Regions from separate parts of the Mus musculus genome. Here region 2 is linked to region 1. Evidence: chromatin contacts called from public HiChIP or PLAC-seq data. All regions are on one chromosome and are shown on one strand. The core of a region is the stretch at or near the end of the contact, and the rest is flanking DNA. Distances in the headings are between cores, read along the strand shown.

Region 1 (6,525 bases), core at 1,106-3,605:
TAAACAAAACTAGTTTCTAGTCAAGTGTGGATACTGTGAGAAATTTTAAAACAGTAAATAGATGACAAATTTAAGATCGGAATACCTACTGCCTTTAAAAAATTACTTTAGAAGCTCAAGAGAAGGCTCAATAGTTAAGAGTACACATTGCTCTTGCAGAAGAGCTGAGTTCAGTTCCCAGCACCTCTATCAGGTGGCTCAGAACTATGTGCAATTCCAGTTCCAGAAATCTATCACTATCTTCTGGCCCCTCAGGCAAGAGACACACCAAACCACAGACACAAACACACAAGCGCAGTTCAAAAGTAAAAGAGTTAATTATTTTTAAAAAAAATAATAATACTTCAAAGAAAAACCTAAAAGGCCCTATTGAACAAATAAGGGAATAGCCTGCTACACCCTCCTGTTTTATTTTTAGGAAAGCAGAGTACACAAGTGCTTAAAACATAAAAATTTACTGAGGTAAAACTTAGGTTTTCCAGGCTGGAGATATGGCTTAGTGGTTAAAGAACACTAACTGCTCTTCTAGAGGTCCTGAGTTCCATTCCCAGCCACCAAATGGTGGCTCATAGAATATATGTAATGGGATCCAATGCTATCTTCTAGTGTGTCTGAAAACAGCTATAGTATACTCATATAAAAATTTTTTAAAAAGAAAGAACTTTGTGTAAAAAAAAAAAAAAACTTGGGTTTTCTTCTCCTAAAGCTAGTAAAATAATTCGTCTTATACGTGATCTTGAAATTCAAGAAATAGGGTTGTCTTCTACAGTGAATAGACTTACAAGATTAAAAAAAAAAAAAAAAAAAGTAACTGGCATTGAAAATGTCAGAGAATTTTTAATTTTTTGCTTCCAAAATTAGTAAATGGGCAGCCTAAAATAATTTCTAGAAAGAAATCCACTGAGTTTCGGAAACATTCATTGATTTAATAGACTTGTTTTTCTGACCAAACCATCAATTGAAGACTGGGAATGAATATTCAAACTCCACCCTCAAAACCTATTTCCACAGAAGTGTCATATGGTTCACGATTAACTACATACACATTTCAAACTAATGCTTATAAATCATGTTTAAGACCCCCTAACATAAAATATGCAGACTGGGGTTGGGTTTAGGGTACTTACTTGTGCTTCAGAACAAATTTTACATTCTTGTACGCGAAGGCTACTAAGTAAGTGCTTACTAAGGTCATCACACTGTAGAGCACAGCAGACTGGATGAGATCCATATGCCATATTCTCCAATACAACCCTGAGATAAGACAAAAGCAAGGGACACACAACATCACTGCCCCATTGCACATGCCAGACTACAGCTAAGCCAGGTAAATGAGAGTCAGTAAATCCCACCCAGTATCCGAAAAACTTCACTAGAGGTGAGATAGACAATAAACTGGGTTTGTCCCAGTTCAGGGCTTTCCCAGTACAGAAAGGTAGGCTGTGGGGATATTGCTAGTCTAGAAATTTCATCTTCTAACTTGAGAACAAACTGGGAGTGGGGATTACAAATAATAACAATTTCACTCATGGAATACTAGGAAGTTAAAACACGGGCCATTTTAAATCAACCGCTGTCCCAAAACTTTGGTTAACTTGCTGACGTGGCTGCTCACTGAAATCCAAACAATGCTTTGTCGGGCCAGTGAACCCAGGGGGCTCCACACCACATTCACTGCAAGCTGAGCTTTTTACAAGGCCAAAATAACAAAGAACTTTTTTTGGACATGATTGGCCTGCAGCACTGCGGCAGTGCGGGTCAGGAGACAGGAAACTCGGAAAACCTGGACTTGGAGACAGTTTTGGCCTTCAAGTGGGCAGTTTCTCATTCAATCGAGAAGGCTCGAGCTGCTCTCTAGGAGTTATTGAAATCCTAAACAAGGCTGATCGCGGACCTCGGGCAAGGCCTAACTTGGCATTCTGCACGTCCAAAGGATGCTCGGGAGTAAGGGGAGGTTTGCCACGGGTCACGCTGCTAATTCAGTGAAGGTTTATCAGTGGCTCCCCCGCCCGGTTCATTAAAGACATCCTAGTGTCCAACAGTGGTGAGGAGAAGGGCAGTGTACCAAAAAGAGATTCCGGGCCAGAACCCGCGCCCGGCTCAGAAGCACGCCGCGAGTGACTTCCCGAGGACGCTGCTCCGGACACTAGGCCTCCCCGCCGCGCCCGCCACGTCCCCGCCGCCACCGCCGCCCGCCCGAAGCTCACAGATGGGGATGGCAGACACGATGAACGCGTTCCCGAAGAACAGCGCCGACGATTTGGCCGACAGGTTGCGGCTGAAATCCTGAAGGAGCAGGTCCTCCTCGGACTGCTGCTTGGAGCCGCCTTTGGGAGCCATGGCCGAGCTGAAGACTGGAGGCCGGGAGCAGGGAGGCAGGGAAGGTTCAGAAGGCCGCGTATCCGCCCGCGACCCGTCAGCGCAACGCGGAGGCGGGACTCCGCAGGGTACGCTGCTTCGGGATTGGCCATCTTGCCGTCGTTTCACAAGCGTCGAGGTACGATTGGGCATGCGAACAAGACTTCCGCATCCTTCAGGGTACGTGGCGCCTCAATGCCACAAAGAATGAAGGGATTTGTAGTTTAGTGTGTAGTTTAGAGCTGCTCTCTAACTCGCCTGCCTCAGTCTCCAGAGACAGGCTTGGATAATCGAAATGAGCAACCATACAAGCAGTACTGTTTTAACTAACTAACCAGCTAGCTAACGAACTAACTAACGTTATTGGTATTTCATTCCACATGTGCACTTTATATTTCTTTTTAAATTTATTACATTGATTGAACAATTGGCTCATTGGTTGATTGATGATTAGTTGATTGATTGATTGGTTGGAGGGCCGTGCCACAACGTTGTCAGAACACAACTTGAGGAAGTTAGTTGTCTACTTTTACTTTCTGGGTCCCAGAGATTGAACCAAATTGTCACGTTTGTGTCTTTACCCTCTGAGCCATCTGCATGGTTTAATTTATTATTATTATTATTATTATTATTATTATTATTATTATTACTATTACATCATTTTAATCAACAAAGCCTCTTAGCCTCTAAAAGACTCTCTCATTACAGTCTTTAGAATTGGAAAATAAAAAAACTCTTGTGGAGTTTTACTCCTGGCCCAGACCCGCGGCGGAAGCGAGCCATGGCTGTCTATCACGGGATGCTGCGCTTCGGGAGGCTGTGTATCGCGAGCCTGGGGGCGCGGGGCCCCCGGACGCTGCTCACTCGCCCTCGGCCGAACTCGAAGTTGCAGAGTGTCCGCGCTCTCAGTTCTGGAATGGTGAACTGCACCAACCCCTTGCCCATTGGAGGCCTCAGCTACATTCAGGGCCACACCGACTCCCATCTTGTGAACACAACTGTGGGCGAGTGCCTTGACGCCACAGCGCAGAGGTTCCCCGACAGAGAGGCTTTGGTTATCCTCCATGAAAACATCAGGCTGAACTTTGCGCAGCTCAAGGAGGAGGTGGACAAAGCTGCTTCTGGTCTTCTGAGCATTGGCCTCCGCAAGGGTGACCGGCTGGGCATGCAGGGACCCAACTCCTATGCCTGGGTACTTATTCAGCTGGCTACTGCCCAGGCAGGCATCATCCTGGTGTCTGTGAACCCAGCCTACCAGTCCTCAGAACTGGAATATGTCCTCAGAAAGGTAGGCTGCAAAGGTATTGTGTTTCCCAAACAATTCAAGACCCAGCAGTACTACGACATCCTGAAGCAGGTCTGTCCTGAGCTGGAAAAGGCTCAGCCAGGGGCCTTGAAGAGTGAGAGACTCCCAGACCTGACTACAGTCATCTCCGTGGATGCCCCTCTGCCGGGGACCCTGCTCCTGGATAACATCGTGGCAGCCGGTGGCAAGGAACAGAACCTAGCCCAGCTGCGGTACAACCAGCGGTTCTTGTCCTGCTACGACCCCATCAACATCCAGTTCACCTCGGGGACAACTGGAAACCCCAAGGGGGCCACTCTTTCCCACCACAACATCGTAAACAACTCCATGCTGATAGGCCAGCGTCTGAAGATGCCCACAAAGACTGCAGAGGAGTTGCGCGTGGTCCTGCCCAGTCCCCTGTACCACTGCCTGGGCTCCGTGGGGGGCACAATGGTGTCTATGATGCATGGTGCCACTCTCCTCCTGTCTTTTCCAAGCTTCAATGGCAAGAAGGCATTGGAAGCCATCAGCAGAGAGAAAGGCACCCTCCTGTATGGCACACCCACGATGTTTGTGGATATTCTGAATCAGCCAGACTTCTCCAGTTATGATTTCACAAGCATTCGTGGAGGTGTGATTGCTGGGTCCCCAGCACCCCCGGAATTGATTCGAGCCATCATCAACAAGATGAACATGAAGGAGCTGGTGGTTGTTTATGGAACCACAGAGAACAGTCCCGTGACCTTCATGAACTTTCCCGAGGACACCCTGGAGCAGAAGGCTGGAAGTGTGGGCAGAATTATGCCTCACACGAAGGCCCAGATTGTGAATGTGGAGACGGGTGAGCTGACCAACCTGAACGTGCCTGGGGAGCTGTATATCCGAGGGTACTGCGTCATGCAGGGCTACTGGGGTGAGCCACAGAAGACCTTCGAGACGGTCGGACAAGACAAGTGGTATCGGACAGGAGACATTGCTTCGATGGATGAACAAGGCTTCTGCAAGATCGTCGGCCGATCAAAGGATATGATCATCCGTGGCGGTGAGAACATCTACCCTGCAGAGCTGGAGGACTTCTTCCTCAAGCACCCACAGGTGCAGGAAGCGCAGGTGGTTGGGGTGAAGGACAAGCGGATGGGGGAGGAAATCTGTGCTTGCATTCCGCTGAAGAGCGGAGAGACCACCACGGCGGAGGAGATCAAAGCTTTCTGCAAAGGGAAGATTTCCCACTTTAAGATTCCCCGATACATCGTGTTTGTTGAAGGCTATCCTCTCACCATCTCAGGAAAGATCCAGAAATTCAAACTCCGAGAGCAGATGGAACAGCATCTAAAACTGTGAAGCAAAGGAGGGTCCTCCCAGCCCTCCCAGAGCCCCTCAGTCCTCCCACACAAAGGAGGGTCCTCCCAGTCCTCCCAGAGCTCCTCAGCCCTCCCACACAAAGGAGGCCCCTCCCCCAGAGCCCTTCAGTCCTCCCACACAAAGGAGGGTCCTCTCAGCCCTCCCAGAGCCCCTCAGCCCTCCCACACAAAGGAGGGGCCTCACAGCCCTCCCAGAGCCACTCAGTCCTCCCACACAAAGGAGGGTCCTGAGCCCTCCTCAGGCCCCTTGTCATCTTTGTGACTTGGTGTAAAGACTTCCCTGTTTGGCCAGTGTCTGGCTGGTGTGCTCACTCTGTAGCTCTTGTGTGATGGAGAAGGGAAGAGACAGGAGGGCAGCCAGCACCCTCAGACCTAATTTCCCAGCACTTTGCTGTCTGTGCGTTAGTTACTTAATCTAAGCCCCACTCTGTCCTCTTGAAATTCCAAGCCATCCTCATTTTTTTCTTTCTTTTTGGTTTTTTGTTTTGTTTTTGTTTGTTTGGCTTTTTTTGTTTGTTTGTTTTGTTGTTTTCCCTTGAGACAGGATCGTCCTCTGTACCCCTGGTTGCACAGGGTAGATCAGGCTGGTTTCGAACTTAAAGAGATCTCATTGCCCCTGCCTCCGGGGTGCTGGATCAGTCTTTTGTGCTACCACGCCTGGTTTTTGTATGATTTATTCATTTAATCATTTTTCAAATTGTGGCCACAGATCAGTCCAGAAATGAGGGTTCTGTTTTGCTTGTTTTCCAAGGCTGGGAACCTTAAAGCCCCTCACGAATACATAAGCACCCTTCCCTGGCCTGCACTCCCGGCCCAATAATTATTGTTTTGTTGTTGAAATAACAGTTTTGAGTGCTGGAGAGGGGGCTCAGTGGTTAAGAGGACTGACTGCTCTCCCAGAAGATCTGAGTTTGATTCCTAGCACCCACATTTGGCAGCTCACAACTACCTTTAAGTCCACCTACAGACGATGGATGATCTCTTCTGGCCTCTGTGCCCCCTGTGCATCTCCCCTGCCCCCCCCCCCCAGCACATGGTATGTGCTTACATAGACACATGCAAATAAATCAAAACAAATCCGTGGGGAAAAAAAAAAAACTCTTGTGGATTCAGGACATACATTTAGTGACCATATGGACATATATTTAACCCTGAACATTGGAGAAGAAAGCCATATCTAATACTTGTGCACGCTCATCATGTAGCCCAAGTCCTTTTGCCCATGTGCCTGGTTTAATAGCAGGCCCTGGGAATGGAACTCAGAACTTCTTGCATGTTAAGCAAGCGCTCTAGCAGGTGAGATATATCCCTAGCCCCTATCACACTCAGAATCCTTGGATATGCATATTATGTTGCCCACTGCAGAGGGTGAGCCTGAAGGTGACAGACAGGCCCTAGTCTCCTGGGCCTGAGCTCTATTCACCCAAGAAACAGACATAAGGAAGTCACTAAAACCATGAATTCTTCATGATGAAGTAATGATCTTCAAATGATGAGAATATTCAATACCTGCCTCAT
Region 2 (6,525 bases), core at 2,580-5,079, 510 kb after region 1:
CTAATACCAGGTATGCTCTTCTGTGGGAATTATTATTATTATTAGTTATTATTATTATTATTATTTCATTTATTTTTCCATTTCTGGGGAAGGGCATGAGTGCCACTACACTCACATGGAGGTCAGAGGATAACTTGTAGGATTTGTTTCTTTTATTCCACTACATAGGCCCCAGGGATAAACTCAACTCTTTGGACTCAGTGGATGTACCATCTGAGACATCTCGATGGCCTGGAAATCTTTTCTATTTGCCAGGTGACAAGGACTCCTTGCAGGAACTTTTCCCTCGGTTCCAAAGGCAGAGCTTTTGGAAGTGTTTCACAGGTGACCTTGTGAACCTGGCTGTAGGTACCTGTAAGGAGTCCTGTGCCTGCTTCTGGGAAAATCTGTGAACAGTTATGTGAAGGAAGAGACCAGGGCACTTACTAGGGAACCAGCTGATAATCACCTTCAGCAAAGTAGCTGGATACAAAATAAACTCAAAAACAAAAACAACAAAAAAAGTAGCTCTCCTATATGCAAGTGATAAATGGGCTGAGAAAGAAATTAGGGAGCCGGGCAGTGGTGGCGCACGCCTTTTAATCCCAGCACTTGGGAGGCAGAGGCAGGCGGATTTCTCATTTCGAGGCCAGCCTGGTCTACAAAGTGAGTTCCAGGACAGCTAGGGCTATACAGAGAAACCCTGTCTCAAAAAAAAGAAAAAAGAAAAGAAAAGAAATTAGGGAAACAACACCCTTTACAATAGCCACAAATTATATAAATTCCTTATTGTAATTCTAACCAAGCAAATGGAAGATCTGTGTGATAAGAACTTGAAGTCTCTGAAGAAAGAAATTGAGAAAGATATTGGAAGATGAAAAAATCTCCCATTCTCATGGATCAGACATCAGCACCATTTGTTGAGAATTGCTCTTTTCAAAGTCTGTGTAGAATTATGTTGGAATTTTGGTGGAAATTGAGTTGAATCTGTAGATTGCTTTGATATTATGGCCAAAATCATAACTAGATGTCTGGACATAGAAAAACACAAATAAATCCATATCTATCACCTTGCATAAAACTCACCTAAGTGGATCAAAGATCTCAACATAAAAACAGATACACTTAACCTAATAGAAGAGAAAGAATGAATGAATTGTCATAGGAGACAACTTCCTGAGCAGAATACCAATCACACAAACACTAAGATCAACAATTAATAAATGGGACCTCATGAAACTGAAAAGTTTCTGTGAGGTACAAAATGGCAGCCTACATATGGGGAAAGATTTTCATCAACCCCACATCTAAAAGAGTGCTGATACACAAATTATGTAAAGAACTCAAGAAATTAGACATCAACAAACCAAGTAACCCAATTAAAAAATGGGGTAAAGATGTAAATTGAGAATTCTCCAACAGAGGAATCTCTAATGGCTGAGAAGCACTTAAAGAGATATTCAACATCTTTAGCCATCAGGAAAATGCAAATCAAATGACTCCAAGAGTCAATCTTATACCTGTCAAAATGGTTAGTGATTAAAATCTCAAGAGACAGCACATGCTGGTAAAGATGTGGAACAAGGGGGACACTCCTCTATTGCTGGAGGGCAAACTTGTACAGCCACTTTGGAAATCAATTTGGCAGTTTCTCAGAAAAATTGGGAATAGCTATACCACTCTGGGCCATATACCCAAAAGGGTGCTCCACCATACGACAAGGACTACTTGCTCAACTATGTTCGCAGCAGCTTTATTCATAACAACCAGAAACAACCTAGAGGTTCCTCAGCCAAAGAACAGACAAAGAAAACATGGTACATTTACACAATGTAGTATCACTCAGCTATTAAAAACAATAACTTCATGAAATGTGTGGGTAAGAGGTAGAACTAGAAAAGATCATTCTGAGTGAGGTGACCCAGAGCCAGAAGGACAAACATGGTAAGTACTCTCTTATAAGTGGCATTAACCATAAAGAATAACCATGCTACAATCCACAGACCCAAAGAAGGTAAGTAACAAAGAGTGATTAAGGGGGAATCACATGAATTTCACTGAAAAGAAGAAATAGAATAGAGATCATGGGTGGTTGGGGTGGGATGGCAGACTAGACAGAGGGGAGACGGAAACAGGACAGATCATGTGAGAGAGAAGACAGGAGGAGAGAGTACTGGGAGAGACAACTAGAACGGGGAGGGCATCTCTGGGACCAGCTAGAAACTTAGGGCAAGAACAGTCCAAGGAATCTACGAGGGTGACACTAACTTAGATCCTAGCAATGGAGGATATGGAGCCTGAACTGGCCATCTCCTGTAACCAGGCAAGACTTCCAGTGGAGGCATTGGGACACCAATCCAAATGCAAAACCTTCCACATGCAATTCATCCTACCTACAAGATGTGCTGGGACAGGAGCATAGCATAACCATCATCAGAGAGGCTTCACCTAGCAACTGATGGAAACAGATGCAGAGACCCACAGTCAAACATTCGGTAGAACTTGTGGAATCCTGCAGAAGAGGGGGAAGAAAGATTGTAGGAGCCAAAGCGGTCAAGGACATCACAAGAAAGCCTACAAAATCACTAACCTGGGTCCACCAGGGTTCATAGGACTGAACAGCCAACCAAGGAGCTTGCATGGGACTGGCCTAGGCCCTCCGTACATAGGTTATAGTTGTGTAGCTTGGTCTTCCTAACAGTAGGAGCTGACTCTGTTGCTTGCCTTTGGGACCCTTTTCCCCTACTGGGCTGCCTCATCTAGCCTCAATAGGAGAAGATGCACCTAGTCTTTCTCCAACCTGACATACCGGGGTTGGTTGATATCCATGGGAGGCCTCCACTTCTCAGAAGAGAAAGGCAGAAGGAATGGATGGTTAGGAGGGGTAGTGGTGGGTGAGAAACTCAGAGGAGAGGAGGGAGGGGAGACAGAAGTCAGGAGGCAAATTAATTAATTAATAAAACAATATCATTTGCCACATTGAGTTATGTCCCTCAAAAATAAGGTTTTTTATTTATTTATTTTTTTATTTTTTTTTTTTTTTTGGTTTTTTAAAAAAGCCTTTTCCAAAGCAAACAGAGCTATGATTGTTCTCCTTAGAAAGGGCTGAGGTACAGGCTGTTTTTAAAGGAATGAACTCCCTGAAGGGTTTCTGAAATCTGAGTCAATTTTAAAAATTCCTTCTGCATGTTGCTTGTTAGGACCAAAGCAACTGTATAAAATCAGGAGCCGTGTAAGCCCCAGTCCTAACCCTGTCCTGTCAAACTGCCACAGGGGTTTTCCTCGGTGTCAAGCCAAAACATAAACAAACAGGTTAAAGATAACATAGTAAGATTGTAAAGAGTGGGAACAGCCCACTGAAGCATTCTATAACGTCGTAGCTGCCCCTTGATTTAATTTTGTTGGCTTTCAAAGTAACATAAACCTAGTGGTCTCTTTCTTGGTCAGTTGCATAGCTTGCTCATGTTCCAGGCTTTTTAGATGCAGAAGTATTTTCCCCTTCCAAGCATCTTGTGACACTTCCATCCCCTTACCTAACAGGGTGGCTGGATTTATTTAAGAGGATTTTGAAGTTGATCCCTTTTATATAACTCAGAAGACCGAGTAACAGAAAAGAGCAAAGGAGAGAAGATGTCAGGGAGAGAGATTACAAACACGAGCTTCGCCTCGGAGGTGCTCTCTAAACAAGGAGAGGTCAAAGGTGCTCTTAACGGACAGACAGAGCTGGAGTGTGAGGAGCAGGTTAGCTTACATCCATTCATCAAGGGTTAAGCTTTAAGCCTAAGAGCTTTGGGTGAGTCATGGCCAGAATTTGGCAAAGAAATGCAACACCTTATCTCTAATCAGCCCTGCCTCAAAATAGCTCTGTCTTCCCTCAGGCAGAGACTCATCATCCCAGCTAAGCACAGTGCATCGAGGTGCTGAGCCCCACTTAATCAGAAAGTCTAGCTGTGCATGTTATTCATCTCTTGCACAAAGTTAGCTCGCTCTCTCCTTCTCTCTCACTCTCTCCCTCTCTCTCTCTCTCTCCCTCTCTCTCTCTCTCTCCCCCTCTCCCTCCCTCTTCCCCTCCTCCCCCTCCCCCTCCCCCTCCCCCTCCCCCTCCCCCTCCCCCTCTCCCTCTCCCTCCCTCTCAGTGGAGCAATGCATAATTTAGCAGAGCTGAAAATGACTTGCACAGATTCAGGATATCAGGCAGGAAAGAACCTTCCAACTTTCCTGGGCTGACACTTCTTCATTCTACAGATGGGAAGACTGAGACCCAGAGATAAAGGCTGTGCCCAAGAACACACAGTCAGTTGGCAGGGGTGAGGGAGACCTTCTCCAACAGGAAATTAGCAGCGCGGATGAGGGAGACATTCTCTTTCTCCTGGCTGTGCTGCTAAACTCTGGAAAAAAAAAAAAAAAAAAAAAACCCTGGTCCATTTTCCTTCCGTTGTTAAGGAAGTCATCAATGCTGCCAAGAGTTTCCAAATCAACACTCTTCCAGGCAGCACTTATTAAACTCTCACTGGGGCCTCTCAAACCTCTGTTTCTAGCTTCATGATCCAGACAGCATTTGATTGTTTGTTCATTTCACATTTGAGATTGGGATAGATAGTCTACTGCAGTTTCTTTCTTTCTGCTGGAAGAGAATGTAACAAACAGGAAGTTAAAGTTCTTGTGGGGTGAGGCTCAGACAAAAATGCCCACTGGCATTATCAGCTGCTTCCCCCTAACACACACACACACACACACACACACACACACACACACACACACACACCCAAACGCCCTCACCCCAGCACCAAGCATGAACAACACTCAGGCTAGTTCTGACTCGGGATTTGACCTCCTAGAGGCCATCTACAGAGGATGGCTCGGCAGGAACATTCCCCCCCAGCAGTTCCCCTCCCACCATTTGTACCCTGTGCCCACTGAGAACTCTTCACACAATCTGGGCCTTGTCCAGGCTGTCTGAGGCACACAGAGTCTAAGGCACAGGGCTTGCAAAAGGCTGCTGGAAACTGAACGGGATAATGGAGATTTAGAATTCAGACAGTTCCAGGGCTGGAATGTGCTGCTAGGAAAATGCCTGGCTCCAGCTAGCTTCAAGCAGTTTTGTTTCAGGTTGTTACTATCCAAGACGTTGTGTCCAAGACTAAAGAGAAATAGAACACTAAGGCGCAGGAAATCGGATTTCAACTCCCTCCCATTTCTCGGTGATTGTTGTCTCTTGAGCGTTCCCATTTGTTTTTTGCCTGAGTCACTCTGGATGGACTTATCGAAGCTCTTGAGTGGAAATTGGTCCCTAGTTGTTCCTCGATGTGGGCGTTATCTCTTCTAGGAAAACTCCAGCCTTCCTCCTAAAGACCCCAAGCCCTCTAACTCCCACTAGACTTCCTACTGAAAGCTGAACAAATGGCAGGCGCTTAATAAATTCCTAAAAAATTCATGGTCAGCATCATGTTGCCTAGACCTGTTTCAACCAATTCCATGCAGAACTCATGTCCTAATCATGAAGAAACTACCAGACAAAATAGTGGAGACCCAAGGTTCACACACACTGCACAACAGAGCCAGACCTCAGGCCCACAATTTCTAAAAGGATATCTGGTTTTCACTCATCTTCTGTCAAAATACACATAAAATATAGTGCTAAAGATATTTAAGTGAAAGTCAGTAGAGAGTGAAACAGTACTAGGATATTGTGGAGGGGACTTTACAGTACAGTCAATTAAAACAAATTAAAAAAAGTAAAACCAGAAACAAACAAAAAACCAGGAATCAGGCATGTGGTGCACAGAACCAATCCACAGTAAATTGCAAGACAGTCCGGTTATGTCGAGAAACCTTGTAGCAAAAAAAGAAAAAAAGAAAAGAGAAGAGAAGAGAAGAGAAGAGAAGAGAAGAGAAGAGAAGAGAAAAGTAGAGGGGAGGGGAGGGGAGGGGAGGGAAAGGAAAGGGGGGAATAAAAGCTTTAAATGCTGTATCCCCAAGCTTACTACAATTTTTAAAATTCTAAAAACACTTCCTGAAAATTATGCTCTTGTCAAAGTCTCTATTTTTAAAACATGAGTTCGATCATAGTTGTTTAATCAGAATAAAAACAGGTTCTTTTTAGCTGAGACCTAAACCTGGGAGGTAAATCAGTACTTAGGATAAAAGCCATGAGGCTTTTTGGTCTAGTCCATGCAACACTAACTCGGAACTCTCTCACCACTCACTAGAACTTGAATGTGACATGTTCCTGAAAGTCCACATGCCCAGCTAGCAAATGTAGATTCAAATGCAGGGTCTGGGTTAAGGCCAAGATTGATCCATGGAAACGTGAGAGATATGCAGTAAGCACTATACAGTGCCTACTAGGTACACAGAATGGTTCTGGTGAGTTTCTTGTTTCCCCTTCAGATAACTGTGAAACCTTAGGTACATGGTACTAATCAATATGGTATGTTTTGAACACCAAACTTTTGGTGCCAGGAACCTTGACAGATATATGTCTCGATAGTTAACCCTTGTGCAATTCTTTGTGCTTAAGAAGTGAGGTCTAGGGAGCAGAGAGAT

The links. HiChIP or PLAC-seq counts read pairs in DNA pulled down with a chosen protein or histone mark.
Region 2: an H3K4me3 HiChIP or PLAC-seq map of craniofacial prominence shows a contact between it and region 1, with 5 times the contacts expected there. The contact joins the enhancer-like site here to the promoter of Ssr3 in region 1. A contact is called at or near these places in 6 of 39 promoter capture datasets (cranial neural crest, embryonic stem cells, macrophages and 3 more), 2 of 484 Hi-C or Micro-C datasets (bone marrow-derived macrophages and cochlea), 10 of 115 datasets of contacts at active chromatin or transcription factors (bone marrow-derived macrophages, craniofacial prominence, embryonic basal ganglia and 7 more) and 3 of 9 other capture datasets (adipose tissue, macrophages and pancreatic islet).

Annotation. Positions count from the first base shown.
Region 1 is chr3:65,390,198-65,396,722 of GRCm38.p6, forward strand. It overlaps Ssr3 (signal sequence receptor, gamma), which reads right to left and starts at 2,356. Exons shown (of 5, transcript NM_026155.3): 1 at 2,208-2,356; 2 at 1,128-1,254. The coding sequence starts at 2,340. It also overlaps the pseudogene Gm5540.
Region 2 is chr3:65,901,087-65,907,611 of GRCm38.p6, forward strand. No RefSeq gene overlaps it. Among named protein-coding and RNA genes, the nearest start is that of Gm35039, 24 kb to the right of the region's middle. Within about 2 kb of position 3,830, at least 100 of the 459 cell types and tissues checked have an H3K27ac peak or open chromatin away from gene starts, as enhancers often do. A contact at or near this core is called in adipose tissue, bone marrow-derived macrophages, cochlea and 5 more, where this site is marked.